Regions from separate parts of the Ovis aries genome. Here region 2 is linked to region 1. Evidence: chromatin contacts called from public Hi-C data. All regions are on one chromosome and are shown on one strand. Each heading gives the region's core, a stretch centred on a gene start, on an enhancer-like site or on the middle of the called end of the contact. The rest is flanking DNA. Distances are from core to core; before and after follow the strand shown.

Evidence for each region. A called contact is a pair of places that touch in the nucleus more often than the background predicts.
Region 2: a contact with region 1 is called in a Hi-C map of tail adipose tissue, with 3 times the contacts expected there. The contact joins the promoter of RAB11FIP2 here to the promoter of EMX2 in region 1. A contact is called at or near these places in 2 of 16 Hi-C or Micro-C datasets (skin fibroblasts and tail adipose tissue).

What each region holds. Positions count from the first base shown.
Region 1 is chr22:37,358,990-37,366,345 of ARS-UI_Ramb_v3.0, forward strand. It overlaps EMX2 (empty spiracles homeobox 2), which reads left to right and starts at 2,746. Exons shown (of 3, transcript XM_027960327.3): 1 at 2,746-3,640; 2 at 5,521-5,705. The coding sequence starts at 3,235. LOC121817669 (a long non-coding RNA gene) reads right to left here and starts at 2,589. Exons shown (of 5, transcript XR_009598052.1): 1 at 2,090-2,589.
Region 2 is chr22:37,842,657-37,850,012 of ARS-UI_Ramb_v3.0, forward strand. RAB11FIP2 (RAB11 family interacting protein 2) reads right to left here and starts at 4,184. Exons shown (of 5, transcript XM_042238914.2): 1 at 2,948-4,184; 2 at 533-676. The coding sequence starts at 3,300.

The sequences.
Region 1 (7,356 bases), core at 1,496-3,995:
CGTTTAAGGTTGTACCAGTAACACTTGAGTGCTCAGCCTGAGAGTTTAGAAGAGATGGCTTCACCCCTCCGCCCAGACACTGAGTGGAGGCCCTTGGCCTTCAAGATCGTGTCCTTTTATTCCTTTCAGCTAAGATCACTAATATTGACTGTGCAACGAATGGCCATTCCCTGCCTGCAGACAGGGTGGGGCTTTTAGTACCCCCAGTTTCCATTTGGAGCCTAAGGCCGAGTTTGACAGGTCTGGTCTGCAGGTGAATCTGAACCTCCAGCCCTCCTGGAGATGTTTCTATGGAGAATGGGGTCCTCTCCCATCGACTCCAGGATCGGGGATCTACAACCCACCTAAACTGGGTGCTTCTTTCTGGGAACAGAAGGCTGACCTCTACTTCTACCCCAGACTGGCTGGCTAGTGCAGCCCAAAGACTTCCAGTTTTCCTTGTGGCTTCAGGCTCTCTGTTGGCCTGGGCACAATGGGGCTTGTGTCCCTACAGCCTAAGTGAAGGAAGGTTTTCTGAACTGGAGATGATATTTTTGGTGGTCTGTGGTTTAGGACCCAGGGAGATAGTATTCAAAATGCACCTCACCCCAAAAGGCTGGATCCAGCACCCTCTTTCCTTGGGCCTGTGGGAAAGGATGGGGGGGGGGGTGGGGGATGCCACAAAGCAAGGTGGAGAGAAACTGCTAAGGGTGAAAACTCAGCCAAGAGCATTGCCCATAGCTGCCATCAGAGAGCTGAAGTCTGAGGCAGGGGCAGGCTTCTTGGGACATGAACACAAAGCTGAGGCCCAAGACTGTCCCATGTGTGAATGTGTGTATGTGCCCTGGGAAGGTTGGGAGGAGGCAGCACCTGATCTCTGCTGGGTCCTCCCTAAGGCCAGGTGCCCGGACAACCCCAGAAAACACACTCCTAACCCCTCTCTCGCCTAGAGTGTTGTCTAAAAGGAGTGTTTGGACCCTCCTCTCACTGCACCCCCAATACAGACTATACCTGGAATAAAGAGAAATTGACATGAACATAAATACACAGCAGATGAATCCACAGAGGATCAAGGGTGACCCCAGGACAGGGAGCAGATAGCTGGCAAGGCAGGGGAACACGTTCCCAGACCTGGGGACCTATGACTGATGAATCTAGGGGCAGTGCAGCCTGACTTACAGGACTTCCCTCTTCTTCCCCTCCCAATCGACATTTTTTCAGTCTCACGGCAACCTCATCACCAAACACAGGCATTTCTTCGTCCTTAAGCAAAATGACATGGGCCGCCAAGTAAGAGATTTAAAGGATGCCAGTTTTTTTTTTTTTAATCATTGATTGTAAACGTGCAAAATACCTGCTGGTACTTCACTTTAGAAGAATGTAATTGGCAAAAAGAAAAAAAAGAGAGAAAAAAAGAGGCGGCTGATGAATAGATAATAGATCTTTAACCACCAATAAACAGAGAGCAGCGCCAGCAGCCTGGGGGATGTGATCATAATTATGCTGCTGCGTGAGCCAATGGAGACGAGGGAACTCGGCCCTAAAATCATCCCAAAACCGAAGGCAAGCTCGAAAATGCGGACATGGCCTAGGACTGGAGAAACGATCTGCGCTCCCTAACTGTAAGCCCTGGGTTTGCACAGCAACCCGCCCCTGGGACGACAGATGGCAGAATAATAATAAAAATAGTGACAATAAATAACAATAATGACAACAACATTGACAAAAATAACAACGACAACCTAATAGTAATAGTAACAGCACATGAGCCTCTCCCTTGACCTTGGACCCCTAGTCCCAGATGTTGAAGAAGGAGCTGTTTGGGGGAAGGAGATGAGCCCCTTTCCGGAAAGGAAAATCGAGACCCTGTGGGGAAGTTGGAAGCGCCCACCGTCCCGGCAGGTTCATCCACTCCGGTCTCAACTTGGAAAAGAACGAGGCGCGTCAAGGATGGAGAGATCAGCGATCCTGAGACCTCGAGGCTACGCGCGGTTGGAGGACCCAGTACTCCTCCACGCCAGGCTCCCTCCTCACCTAGGAAATCGCCGGGAGTTTCGCTGACCGAACAGCTCCGTTAACCCTCGCCGGGAACCCACCCCTGCCCGCTTACCCTCGAGGGCTCCCGGGACGATTCCAGCTCCCCAGACGCGGGGCTGCGGGAGGGCAGCAGCGCGGAAGCGCTGGGCGCGAGCAATCTGTAGCGTCCGCGCGTCCGTCTGTCCCCTCAAGCCCGGGCTCGGCAGGCTGGGGAGTCCAGGGGGCCGCAGAGGAGGCGGCGCCGACCGAGGACTCTGCAGGGACCGGGGTGCCCCGGAGGGAGTGATGGTGGTGGAGAGGAGGCGGTGGCCGAGGGGGAGGAGGTGGAGAAAGAGGAGGAGGGAGAACTGGAGGAGGAGAAGGAGGAAGAGGAGGAGGAGGAGAAAAAGCGAAGGAAGAGGAGGCGAAAGAGGAGGAGAAGAAGCCGCTGCGGCGCCTCGGGAGCGAGTGAGCTGGGGGCGCGGGGCGACGGCGCGGAGAGGCCGGGCGGCCCGGCGGGCGCAGGAGGCACGGCCGCAGCAACGGCGGCGACTCCGTTCCACTCTCGGCCCGGATCCAGGCCTCCGGGTTCCCAGGCGCTCGCCTCCCTCTGACGCACTTTAAAGAGTCTCCCCCCTTCCACCTCAGGGCGAGTAATAGCGACCAATCATCAAGCCATTTACCAGGCTTCGGAGGAAGCTGTTTATGTGATCCCCGCACTAATTAGGCTCATGAACTAACAAATCGTTTGCACAACTTGTGAAGAAGCGAACACTTCCATGGATTGTCCTTGGACTTAGGGCGCCCTGCCCGCCTTTTGCAGAGGAGAGAAAACTTTTTTTTTTGCCTCCCCCGAGAATCTACCCCCCCCACTCCGCCTCTAACTTCGACCCCCCCCCCCCCACGCCATCTCGCCAAAAAAAAAAAAAAAAATTACCCCAATCCACGCCTGCAAATTCTTCTGGAAGGATTTCTCCCCCTCTCTCCAGGTTGGGCGCGTTTGGTGCAAGATTCTCGGGATCCTCGGCGTTGCCTCTCCCTCCCCCTCCCCCTCCTTTCCTTTTTCCTTTCCTTTCCTTTCTTTCTCCCTTTCCTCCCCCCCCCCCCCCCCCCACCCCCACCAAACAAGTCCCCAATTCTCGTCCGTTCTCGCCGCGGGCAGCGGGCAGCGGGCGGCGGAGGCAGCGCGCCGCGGTCGCCGGGAGCCGGGAGCCCCGGGCGCCCGCTCCTTGGCGCAGCATGTTCCAGCCGGCGCCCAAGCGCTGCTTCACCATCGAGTCACTGGTGGCCAAGGACAGTCCCCTGCCCGCCTCGCGCTCCGAGGATCCCATCCGTCCCGCGGCGCTCAGCTACGCCAACTCCAGCCCCATAAACCCGTTCCTCAACGGCTTCCACTCGGCCGCCGCCGCTGCCGCCGGCAGGGGCGTCTACTCCAACCCGGACTTGGTGTTCGCCGAGGCGGTCTCGCACCCGCCCAACCCGGCTGTGCCAGTGCACCCGGTGCCGCCGCCGCATGCCCTGGCCGCCCACCCCCTGCCCTCCTCGCACTCGCCACACCCCCTCTTCGCCTCGCAGCAGCGGGACCCGTCCACCTTCTACCCCTGGCTCATCCATCGCTATCGATATCTGGGCCACCGCTTCCAAGGTACGTGCCACGTCGCGGGGCCGCGGAGCGCTGCATCCCACGCTGCCCTTGGCCTGCTCCGGGTGGGCGCCCGGCGAGGCCTGGATGGAGGTTTTTCCGGCTCGACCGCCGGCGCGCTGCGTCTGGAAACTGGGCGGCGAGGAGTCGGGCATGGTGTTCTTCCCCAGTCTCCGAGCTGCGGCCGGTTTGGGGGCTGGCCTGAGGCCTCTTGACCCTTTAGTGAGGGACGCAGAAGAGTTGCCTCCGAAAGCTCTCAAGGCGGGCTGTCTCAGCCTGCTCCGAGGGCTGGCCGCCGAGGAATCCATGGCCCGCGGGGTGCCCAGGCTCTCCGTCTCCTCGGCTATGCTCTCGCCGTCCTGGCTCCGAGGGGTGCGGGCAGGGCCCGGCCCCATGTTCGCCTTCCACTGCGTGTTCGCCACCCACTCCGCGCCCCTGCCTCCTAGACCCGCGACGCCTCGGTCTCTGACCCTCTTCCGGCAGCGAAGAGACCCTTACGGCCCCGGAGGAAAGTCTGGGGGGAGGTTGTTTTATCCTGCTTATTTCGGAGGCTGGGGAGGGGCGGGAACCCGCGCGGGTAGGAACCTCTCCGAGGCTCGGCACTCTCGCGGTGACCTGCTCAATTCCGGCGCCTCGCCGCCGCGGCGGGAAGGCAGGTTCGGACTGATTTTTGTTTTTGTTTTTCTTTTGAAAGAAATGAACCGGGTCGGAAGATGGGCTAGAGGAAATCTGTTTGGGTGTTTTCCTTTCTTGCTGTTTTTTGGGATTTGTTTGTTTTCTCTGGGTGGAGGGTAGGAGGAAAGTTAAAACTCCAGTAAAGGGGGCAAGTAATTAGTTTGGCGATCCGAGCGGGGAAAAGACCTACCTCCGGAGGCAGCCGATCAATACTCGGCGGCTTGTCCATTTGTTAACCCTTTGCGTTCCTGCCAGCGCCCAAAGTCGGGTAGACTCCCCCCCTTCCTTAATTTCAAAAACCAAACCAAAACAAAACAACGTTTTACCCTTATTCCCAGACCGAATTTGCCTCCATTCCCCCCTGAACTGTCGGTTTGTTTTGGGGGGGGGGGTTGGTGAATCGATTTCCCACCCCAATGAGTGAACCTGAAACTGGCTTTGCTTGCAAAGTTTAGGGCTCCCTTTCCTCATTCTCCAGCAGCCACGGTCTTGGTCCTCACACCAGACTCGGAGCAGCTGGGATCTTCGGGGGCCGCGAACAGTCCTAAAAGTTGCCCGTAGCTCCTTACTCCCCCGGGTTACGATGTCTTCGCTCGCGTCTCCTAGTTCTCCGGAGCAGGGCAGCGGGGAAGCCAGGACCTCCGGGAGGCAGGGGCAGGAGAAACCCTGCGCGTTCGCCGGAGAGATTTCTGTGAAGCCCGGGCTGCAACGACACGCCCGGCCTCTGCGCTTTTCCGGAGGAGAAAGACTTTTAAAATACGTATCCGAGAAAACTTGAGATAGTGGCTCATCACCTCTCCGCCCCTCTTCCCCGGGGGCAAACTTTTCTCCGAGATGAGAAAAAAGAGAAAGCCGTTTCTTTGGGTCCAGGGCGCCAATCCCCGGATCCGGCCTTGCTGCCCCCTCCTCGATCTCCGGGTGCCCGGCGCGGAGGTGGCGAGGCCCGCGGCGCCCAGAGGTCTGCAAAGCCCGCCTAGGACAACTGCTGGGTGGCAGCTGCTTAGGTCCGGGCCCAGCGGACAGGGCCAGGCGGTTGGACCGGCGTTCCCTTCGCGCGTCTGGAGGGGCCCGAGCCCCCGTGGGCCAAGCCGCACCGGCTACGTCCGCGAAGGCCCTGAGCTCTCTGCCAGGTCAGCCCGGCTCCGGAGAAGCGCGCGGCCCGGGCTAGGATGGCCCCCTCTAACAGGACTTCTGCTGTGTTCCCGCAGGGAACGACACAAGCCCGGAGAGCTTCCTTTTGCACAACGCGCTGGCCCGAAAGCCGAAGCGGATCCGCACCGCCTTTTCCCCGTCCCAGCTTCTGAGGCTGGAACACGCCTTCGAGAAGAACCACTACGTGGTGGGCGCCGAGAGGAAGCAGTTGGCGCACAGCCTCAGCCTCACGGAAACTCAGGTGAGCGGGCCCCGGCGCGGCCACCGCATCCCCGATCCCCAGACACAGGCAGCCCGCAAAGTGCGAGGGCTTTCCGCCAACAGGCCGGGAGTTACTCCCACGCCCTGGGCTCAAGATGTTTGTTTTGAGGGGCTCTTGGCTTCCTTGGGCTCCAGCACCAGTCTGTAGGAGCCGACCCGCTGGAGGTTCCGGGGAGGGCGGGAGACCGGCTGAGTTGCTGTTTCTGTAGGGCCGGGCTGGACTCACAGCTCCTGGCTGAGGCACCTCTGCACTTTTGATGAGACTTTCGGTGCGAGTCTGGGGTCACGGCTGGGGCCAGGAAGAGGTGTAGGAGCGTTTGGGGCTCTAGGCTGGGAAGAGAGGGCTTGGAGTGGGTTAAGAGCGAGGTCTGTGCTGCCAGAGGCTCACGGCTCACACGGACAGCTCCCAGTTACTCCCCTTGAGGGGACAGGAGAGTCAGGCCATCGAGCCAGGATGCGTCCCTAAATCGGAGAAACTGAGCCAGGAGGCTGCGGAGAGGGGCTGCCTCAGGGGCAGACCCTTGCTGCGCAACAGGGTCCCCCGGCGGGCCAGGCTCCGGCCTGCCTCGGGGTTGGGGAGGTGGCTTCGGGCTACAGTAGGCGCAACTGTACGCGGAGCCGCAGGGCGGGGTCAAAGTTCCCGGCAAACAGTAACATTTTTGGGCAGATTAAGTTGTAACACTTTTCCTGGGAGGCGCAAAGAGGTCGAGGCTTTTGTTTTAAAACGTCCCCCCAGACAAAACCGAGGAGGGCCTCGCGGGTTGGTGCGGGGCCCGGCACAAGGCGCGGCCCGGCTGATTTCTCCTGGATAGCCGAGGCGGCGGTGGTCTTTGTCCGCCTCGCTGCCCACGCTGCCTGGAGTCTTTGTGTGCGTGTCAAGCCCCGAGCGCACCGACGCGCGCCTTGGGCGAGCGCCGGGGAGAAATGAATCGTCCTCCCCCTCAATTAGCAAACTCAAAGCAAATTAAACTCAGCCTTGTTCCAGCTCTGCTTTTTCAAGGAAACACTTTGGGGGACTGGGGGCATTCGGGGAGAGCAAGCTGGGACCTGGGCCTGCCGACTCAAAGGAGAAAGCCCAGCGGACTTCAGGGGCCTGGGGGTACTGCTAGCAGAGTAGGGACAGCCCCGGGGCCGTGGAAGGAGCAGTCACCACCGTTTTCCTCACCTGTCCCTCGCTGCTGAGAAGCTCGGGCAGCGCCATTGTCTGGTCTGGTCAGTGTATAGGGACCCATCACCAATCTCCCCCAGGGACCGTGCAACCCAGTGCCACATCAGTGCTCCCCAGACTTCTAGCTGCCCTCGGGGGAGGCCAGACCGCCAGCCCCGCCCTGGTAGGAAGTGATGCTATCGGGTGGGAGTTTGGCCCTGGCCTGCCCTGGAGCTGGTTAAGAAGAGGACAGAGGGGGCTCTTCCCTTGTCTTTCTCAGTTTTCCTTTTACTTCCCCTCTATCCCACGATCTTGCGGAAGCTTTCACTTTTGAGCCTCTTTTCCCAGCTGAAAAGATTCAGCTGGGTTAGTCCCCAGGGCTCTGTACCCCACCGTCCCCATTGGTTTTCCCCCCAAACCCCCACCCCCGACTGCCTCCCACAACCGCTCCTGCTCACCTGCAAGAGTCCTGGGCACAGAGGAG
Region 2 (7,356 bases), core at 2,934-5,433, 490 kb after region 1:
CATGACAAATAACTCTAGCTGCTTTGTTTGGAAAGTGATATAACAGGGAAGTCTTAATGAGACCTTCAAGAATCATTCCAGAGATAGCACTTGTTTTCCCTGGCTTCTAAAAAGATAAAAGGAAGACACAGCATTTGAGGTTTAGTGGATTAATGCTGATTTTATTTTTTCACCTCTGGAGTGCTCGATTTAAACTGTATATGGCCTCTGTTCAATTTTTGAGTGGGCACACATCCATGTTCAAAAACCACCACACATGTGGGAACTATTCCCAAGCAATTGGTGCTGTGTGGTCAGAAATGGGACAAGATTGGCAGGAAGGGTGCCAGAGGCCAGGACGCAGGTGCACCACACAGCCGCACACACAAGTCCTAAAACCTGCATATGTTTGAGTCATACCTAACTTAGGGGCTCGGATGGTTATTACTGTTCATGAGCATTAAAAACAAACAAACAAAAAATCAACATCGCCCACTTCTGCTGTTAAAAAAAAAAAATCAATCGATACAACATAATAGCATAAACAATTTACCATTCTATTATTAAGTACTGTACTGTTTTCTTAAATCTTGTGCCCGAACCAGCCCAGATGCCCATTAAAACGGGAGATACGGAAAAGTTCTCTTTCCAGGTCCCACTCATCAAAGTGTTCTGGCTCAGGCCCTTTATCCCTCTCCTTGAAAGAAGGAAAAAAGCTTTTAATTTCAAGGTATAAAAATAAATCAAATGATACTTTTAGCCACCACACTTCTTTGCTTATCATGGAAGACAAGCTGTAAATACTTGTCTTTAGTGTCAAGAGCAGAAAGTGTCACACCCAGCAGTTCCATGGGACTTCCAAATCAGCTGGTCGCCTTCATCACCCATACCCATTTTCTAAAAAGCACTTGGGAATCTGCTGACAAGGCTCAGCAATGTGCAGAATATTAAATATCTTTCTTGCAATACACCGGTAGCTCAAGTCTGTCTCTTACTGGGCCGTATGTATAGTTGTGCTGCAGAAGGAAGCTATTAACTATATTAAAAACTAGAAATATTACAAATAAAGAGATCTCATCAAATATGTGGTCTCCATTTATCCACAAAGAAAATATTAGGGATTTAATAACCTGAAAATCACTTTGAATGCAACAACATCACAAGCGCTGTTGATAACATTTAAACGCATTTTCCTCCCCAAAAGTCCTAATCCGTTCTTTTTTAGTAGCCAATAGAGAATTTCTGTAGGGAGACAACGATATTAGAGTATTGCTTACAGCCAAATTTATTGTAACTGTGATGCTGCCAAAGATAAGGAGTAAAACAAGAAGAAACTTTAAAAGTGTATTCCATCTTCAGAATCCCTGGGTTCACAGTCGGGCCTACTTTCATTTGGAACATTTATATTTCAGAGAAGGCCTGCAGTATATCATTCATTAACGTTAAAAGTACTGTAAATGCAGTATCAAATTTGAAGATGCAATAAACTTAAAAAGTTTACATTCAAAACACTTCTAAATATTATTTAGTAAGGTCATCCAAAATTGGCAATTTGCAATAAATTAGTCAGGGATTATCCATTTTTCAGTTTAAATTTGATGAAGAACTCCTCAGAGGTAACTGAATGCTACTTCATAGGTATCAACCAGTATTATTAAAATCACTGATATATATTCAACTTTACACTTTATTTAAACCATTTTCTCTCCTTCTAAAATATTTTCATCTCTTCAGTTTCCTCTGGCATTCCTAGTATTACTTATCTCTCTACCCTTTACCTTACATATATTAAACCTTTAGGTCCTTAGGTAAAGACCTGATTAAAAAACATTTTCTCAATGAAAGTAAAAATTTCAATCAAGATAAGTCTGCAGGAAGGTAGGTATAGAAAAAACATGACATGGTTGTTTTAAAATATAAGAAAATAACATGATCTTCAAGAAAGTTTTTAAAAGCATAAATAAATATCAGTTATAACAGCAAAGCTATTTTTGAAATGTGACATCCCCTTATAAATTCAACCTATATTTTTCTACCATTAATTCCATCCACTTCAAACATTCTTTCAGACTAGAGTAATTATAAGTTTAAGAAAGGGGTATCACTCTCTCAGAAAACATACTATTTTTCAATTTAAGCAATAATATCCTAGTTTTAACTTATATTATGGTTTTTTTAAGTTAGAATATATCTAACCCAAGTTTGGAAGTCATATTAAAAAGTCCATGTTTTTACTGAATATGTCATTTCATCACAAGAATTTAATCAGTTTCCAATCTGATAGCATTTAATACAGTCTAAACACACTGGCTTTGCAGAACTAACTTTGAAGTAACTATGTTCAAGAATGAGGATGTCTATACATACTTTTAAAACTTTTTTCTTTTAATATCTTTAAACTCCACCACGATGTACTGACCCTGAAATCTGAGCTAAAATAAAAGCCAACTCTGTTTACAATGCTGAAATAAAATATTGAGTTCTAAATTGGGTAATTCACCACTTGACAGCTTCAGAGTTCAACTACAAAATAAATTTAAATATATATATATATATATAGAAAAGGGCATATTGGCAGATTTACTTTTCTGATGTTCCATTTTCTGAAAATTGTAATGTTTAAAAATTGTAATAATTTAAATTGATCAACAACACTGCGGCCCAGTCCTCTTATAAGTAGTGAAACAATGTTAATTTACTTAAAATCCTGCGCAAAATATTCAATTATTGAAGAGGTTCACCTCAAACGAGAGTAATGGATCATTAAAGACTTCACCTAAAAAAAAAAAATGTGTCTTAACAGGGGCTATTTTTACTTCAGATTTATGCAAATATGGTGCTTAAAACTGGGTCATATTTCAGTCCAAAAACCAATGCCCCAAGTAGACAAATAATTTCCAAGAACAGAAAATCCATTCAGATAATAGCTAAGCTCCCCCCCCAATTCAAAATAAATTACATAACTTACTCTGTTTTCCTTCTTTGTTTGTCCTCAAAGATGTCATTGAGATTGATGGCCACCTGCCCTAAAAACTTATCCAGACCCACCAGGGACCTGTGCATAACTATGAGGAAAAGGATGTATTTCTCTGGATTCCCCTGCATTAGCAGCCCAGGTAGCTCAAAAGAGGCCTCTTCCTTCCAGACTGGCTCAAGGGTTTTCTCAGCTACAGAGGTGGAGTACTTTTCCTTTCCCAGCTGAATTATAGTGTATGTGTCATTGGTGCCACTTTTGCCTTTTGGCTTAAGATCTTTGGCTTGGAGCACGGTGACCTGCACATGGGTCGGAAACCACTTTTGGGCTTGCTCGGAGAGCATCATTCTGTCCTTTTTCTCTGCACCGAGTTCACCAGCGCAGGAAGAGCCCCTCCCGCAGGGAGAGCCTGATGCCTTGATCACTGCATCCTAAGGGCACTTAACGGAGGCAGGCAAACTCACAGCTGCCCGACTCCCTCTAGGGCTGAGGTCCAAACGCCTGGCTGGGGCAGCCCGGGGGCACGGCTGTTCTGCGGTGCTGGTGGTGGGAAGGGGTCCCCTTTCCTCTGGAGAAGCACAGGGGCCCAGCATCACCTGGCCGCGCCGTCCAGGCCTCGCGTCCGCACCTCCACGCTCCGCCGCCCCCCCGCCTCGCCCCGGGACGGGCCCTCGGCAGCGGCGGGCGGCTCCCGGGCCTGCCGGGCACCGGAGGCCCGGCGGCCAAGGCCCCGGCGGAGGGCGGCGGAGGAAAGGAGTGCGCCCCCACGCCCTAATTCTCAGCCCCCGGCCTCCCGCCGGCCTCCTCGCAACCGGGCCGCCGGCCTCCCGCCTCCTCCGCGCCTCCCGCTCGCCCTGCGCGAGTCCGCGCGGGCCCAGCCGGGCTCCTCCTCCCGACCCCGGTAATACGAACCGCCGCCGGCTCGCGCGGCCTCGCTCCCTCTAGCAAACCTCTCCCTCCTCCTCCCCCGCGCCTCGGCTCCTCCTCTCGTGCGGGCGTGGGGGCGGGGGCCGATCGCCCGGGGCGGGGTGTGGTGGGGGGGCGGGAGTGGAGTGAGACCTGGGGAGGGGGGCCCCGGCTGCCTCGGCGCGAGAGGACCGCGGGGCGGCGGGCGGCGGGCTGCAGGGCGGTGGGCGCGCGGCTCGACCTCGCCGGGCCGGCGGCTCCTAGCACCGAGCGGGCGGCGCCGGCACTTCCGGGTTCGCCTTCTCCATGTCGGTCTCGAGAATGCGACGGGGCGGGGCCGGGCGGGGCCGGGCGGGGCCCCGGGGTCAAGGGTCAGCACCGCCCCGGTTGCCTTGGTGACTGGGGGCGTGCCTCGCGGGAGCCCGGGAGAGCTCGGCACCGGTATATTGAGTGTTCGTCCTGCTGGTTCGCGCCAGCTTGGGGCTTGGCATTGCGCTGGGTGCTGGGGACGTGGGAACCTGCAGGAGCTGGCAGTTGCGGGGCGGGGAGGCTGGGGGGGTGAGGGGTGGTTGGCGGGCCTCCGGGAGACCAATCCGAGAGGAGGCAGCCAAGGCCCGGAGTCTGCCCGGTCTTGGGAGAGACCCATTTTCGATCTTTGGAAGCCGTCTTTGCTGTACCCTGGATGCCCAGTATCTGGCACCGAGCGGGCATCGGATGAATGATGGTGAAATGAATCAGTCACCTTCATAGGCCGAAAACATACTTTTTCTCCCCCCCCCCCCCTCCCCTTATCCACTTTTGTGTTTTTGAAGAGAGAAGGCTGTTGATTGGAATGACATCCCCAACTCAAATGACGGTAGAGGCAAGCAGATAAAAGATTCCAAAGTAACACGGGGGTTAATTAATTATATCCTGGGAGGCACTGGGCTGGAGTCCGGAGACCTGGTTCTAGTACCGTGTCTACCAACATCAGACTGTATCACCCTGGTCAGGTGATTTCCGCTGCCTGAACCTTGGTTTCTTCACAAGCAAAACGTCTCCATCATCCCTGAGACTGTGGACTCAACGTCCAAGAACCTCCTGGGCACTCAGTCTGGTAGTCTAACTTCAGAAGCCAAACCCAGAGGTGATTCTCGTATTCAACGAAGTCAGCTAAGAAAAGCAAACAACCTCCTTCACCAAGGGGGGATGACAAGTTCCTTACCTGCCCTGAGGGCAAGGCCTGATGGACACCAGTACAGTGTTAAGAGGGAAAAAAAAAGGAGATGTGCTAATACTGCATTTTTTCCAAAACCATTCTGACCTAGCAGGAGAAGGGCAGGTAATGACTGATGAGTCAGGAGCCTTGTTTGATGTCCTGACTGCCAGAAATTTCTTGTCCAGAGCTCATGATGAGCACTTAGCTTCCTGAGACAAAGAACTTAGATTCTGGGAGCCTGGATTTCCTTGTCCATAAATTGTCCAGAAGATTGCTACTATAGAGTTAGGAGGGTATTAAGAGATAATTCATGGACATTTCCTGGCATAGTATGGAACATAATTCTCAGCTTGCCTTTGTCCCTCTATTTCTCTATTACAGGAGATATTTATATACTACATTTATTGTATTCTTCCCTGGTGGCTCAAACAGTAAAGAATCTGCCTGCAATGCAAGAGACCTGGGTTTGGTCCCTGAGTCAAGAAGAGCCTCTGGAGAAAGGAATGGCTACCGACTCCAATATTCTTGCCTAGAGAGTTCTGTGGACAGAGGAGCCTGGCAGGCTACAATTTATTGTATTTACTTCTATTTATGTCTTATCTTCCCAAGGAAAGTCGAATCTTCTTTGGATTGCCCTGTGTATTGTGGATCATCCCTTCAGAGCGCTTAGCAGGCAATGGACAGTTGTTGAATAATCCAGTGCCTTTCTCTATTTACAAAACTAATTTGGAGAGTAAAACAGTATGCTAGAGGTGCATACATATTTCCAACTCTAAATGACTACAAAAATGTAAAGTATTATGTTTATCGTTTTCAGGTGAGGTTTAAAACGTTCCCACTTGAGAACATTGTATTCTCCATGGTTTTTTTCTTTTTTCCCCCCTCAGTGACCCCATGGATAATAGCTGCAGAACTTAAAACTCTTTAGAAACAAGGTCTTTTCATTAAATATTTTTTGAGTGGAGATTTGGGAGAGTCTGATACATTTGTGTCAGAAGAACAATCATACAGTTGAAAAACCTTGCGGGTAGAGGGGATAACATTATATATTATTTAAATCTTGCAGAAAGAAGGTACTCACTTGAGCTTAAAGAAAGTGAAAGTGAAGTGAAAGTCACTCAGTCATGTCTGACTTGGTGACCCCATGGACTTTTCAGTCCATGGAATTCTCCAGGTCAGAATACTAGAGTGGTTAGCCTTTCCCTTCTCCAGGGGATCTTCCCAACCCAGGGATCGAACCCAGGTCTCCCGCATTGCGGGTGGATTCTTTACCAACTGAGCCACCAGGGAAGCCCTGAGCCTAAAGAACACCACAAATCTCAAAACCTACTCATGTTCCAGCACATTCTTTCAGGGACCCACTGACACTTGCTGACATCTATAGATTTCATTTATTGGAAACCATGGGGTTTTTTTGGTACTGCTTACGTGCAGTGACTGGTGTGAGTTCTCCATGAAGTAGGCAATCTAAAAAGAGATATTAGGTTAATTTGTTGGTGTTTAGTCGCTAAGCTTTGTCTGACTCTTTGCGAACTCATGACCTGTGGGCTGCCAGGCTCTGCCTGTGGGATTTTCCAGGCAAGAATACTTGATTGGCTTGCCATTTCCTTCTCAAGGGGATCTTCCTGACCTAGGGATCAAATCCTTGTCTCCTGCACTGGCAGGCGAATTCTTTACCGCTGAGCCACCAGAGCAGCCCTAGATTAATTTACCACCAAGATATTCAGGGACCCAAACTACAGATAAATGTTGAATCATCTCGAGTCATCTAGGATGAAAAGACTTGGTTTCAGGTCATTCTGATGAAAGTTAAAATCTAAAAAAGAGGCAGAATTTTTCATCTCTGAGAGACAGTCTATGAAAAAGCCATGTGTGGGAAGCAGAACAAAATCATCATACTGTAAACATTGCTTCTGGACTCCAGAGTGGGCAGTTGTTAGCCTTAAAGAAAAATATTCTGAGGAATTTTTAAAGAGTGCATTGGAATAATCAAGGGTGGAATTTCAACCAGGTTGTCTGGGGAGAAATCAATTGACACCTGAAACTTACGAAAACAAAACAAACATCATAAAAATAAATTTAAATTTAGAATTGTTGTAAATTGCATTTTTAAAAGTCTTCCTCTCTATTAAAAGCTCTAATTAAGTAAGCAATAGGCAACTGATTATAATAGTGAATGTGTGTTTCTGAAGAGCTTAAATTGTTTGGTAAGCTTTATGAATGATTACTAACTTGTTTACAAATATCATTTCATTCATCTGAAATATAGCCATCTCTAGGGTGGAAGTTGGCAGTTATG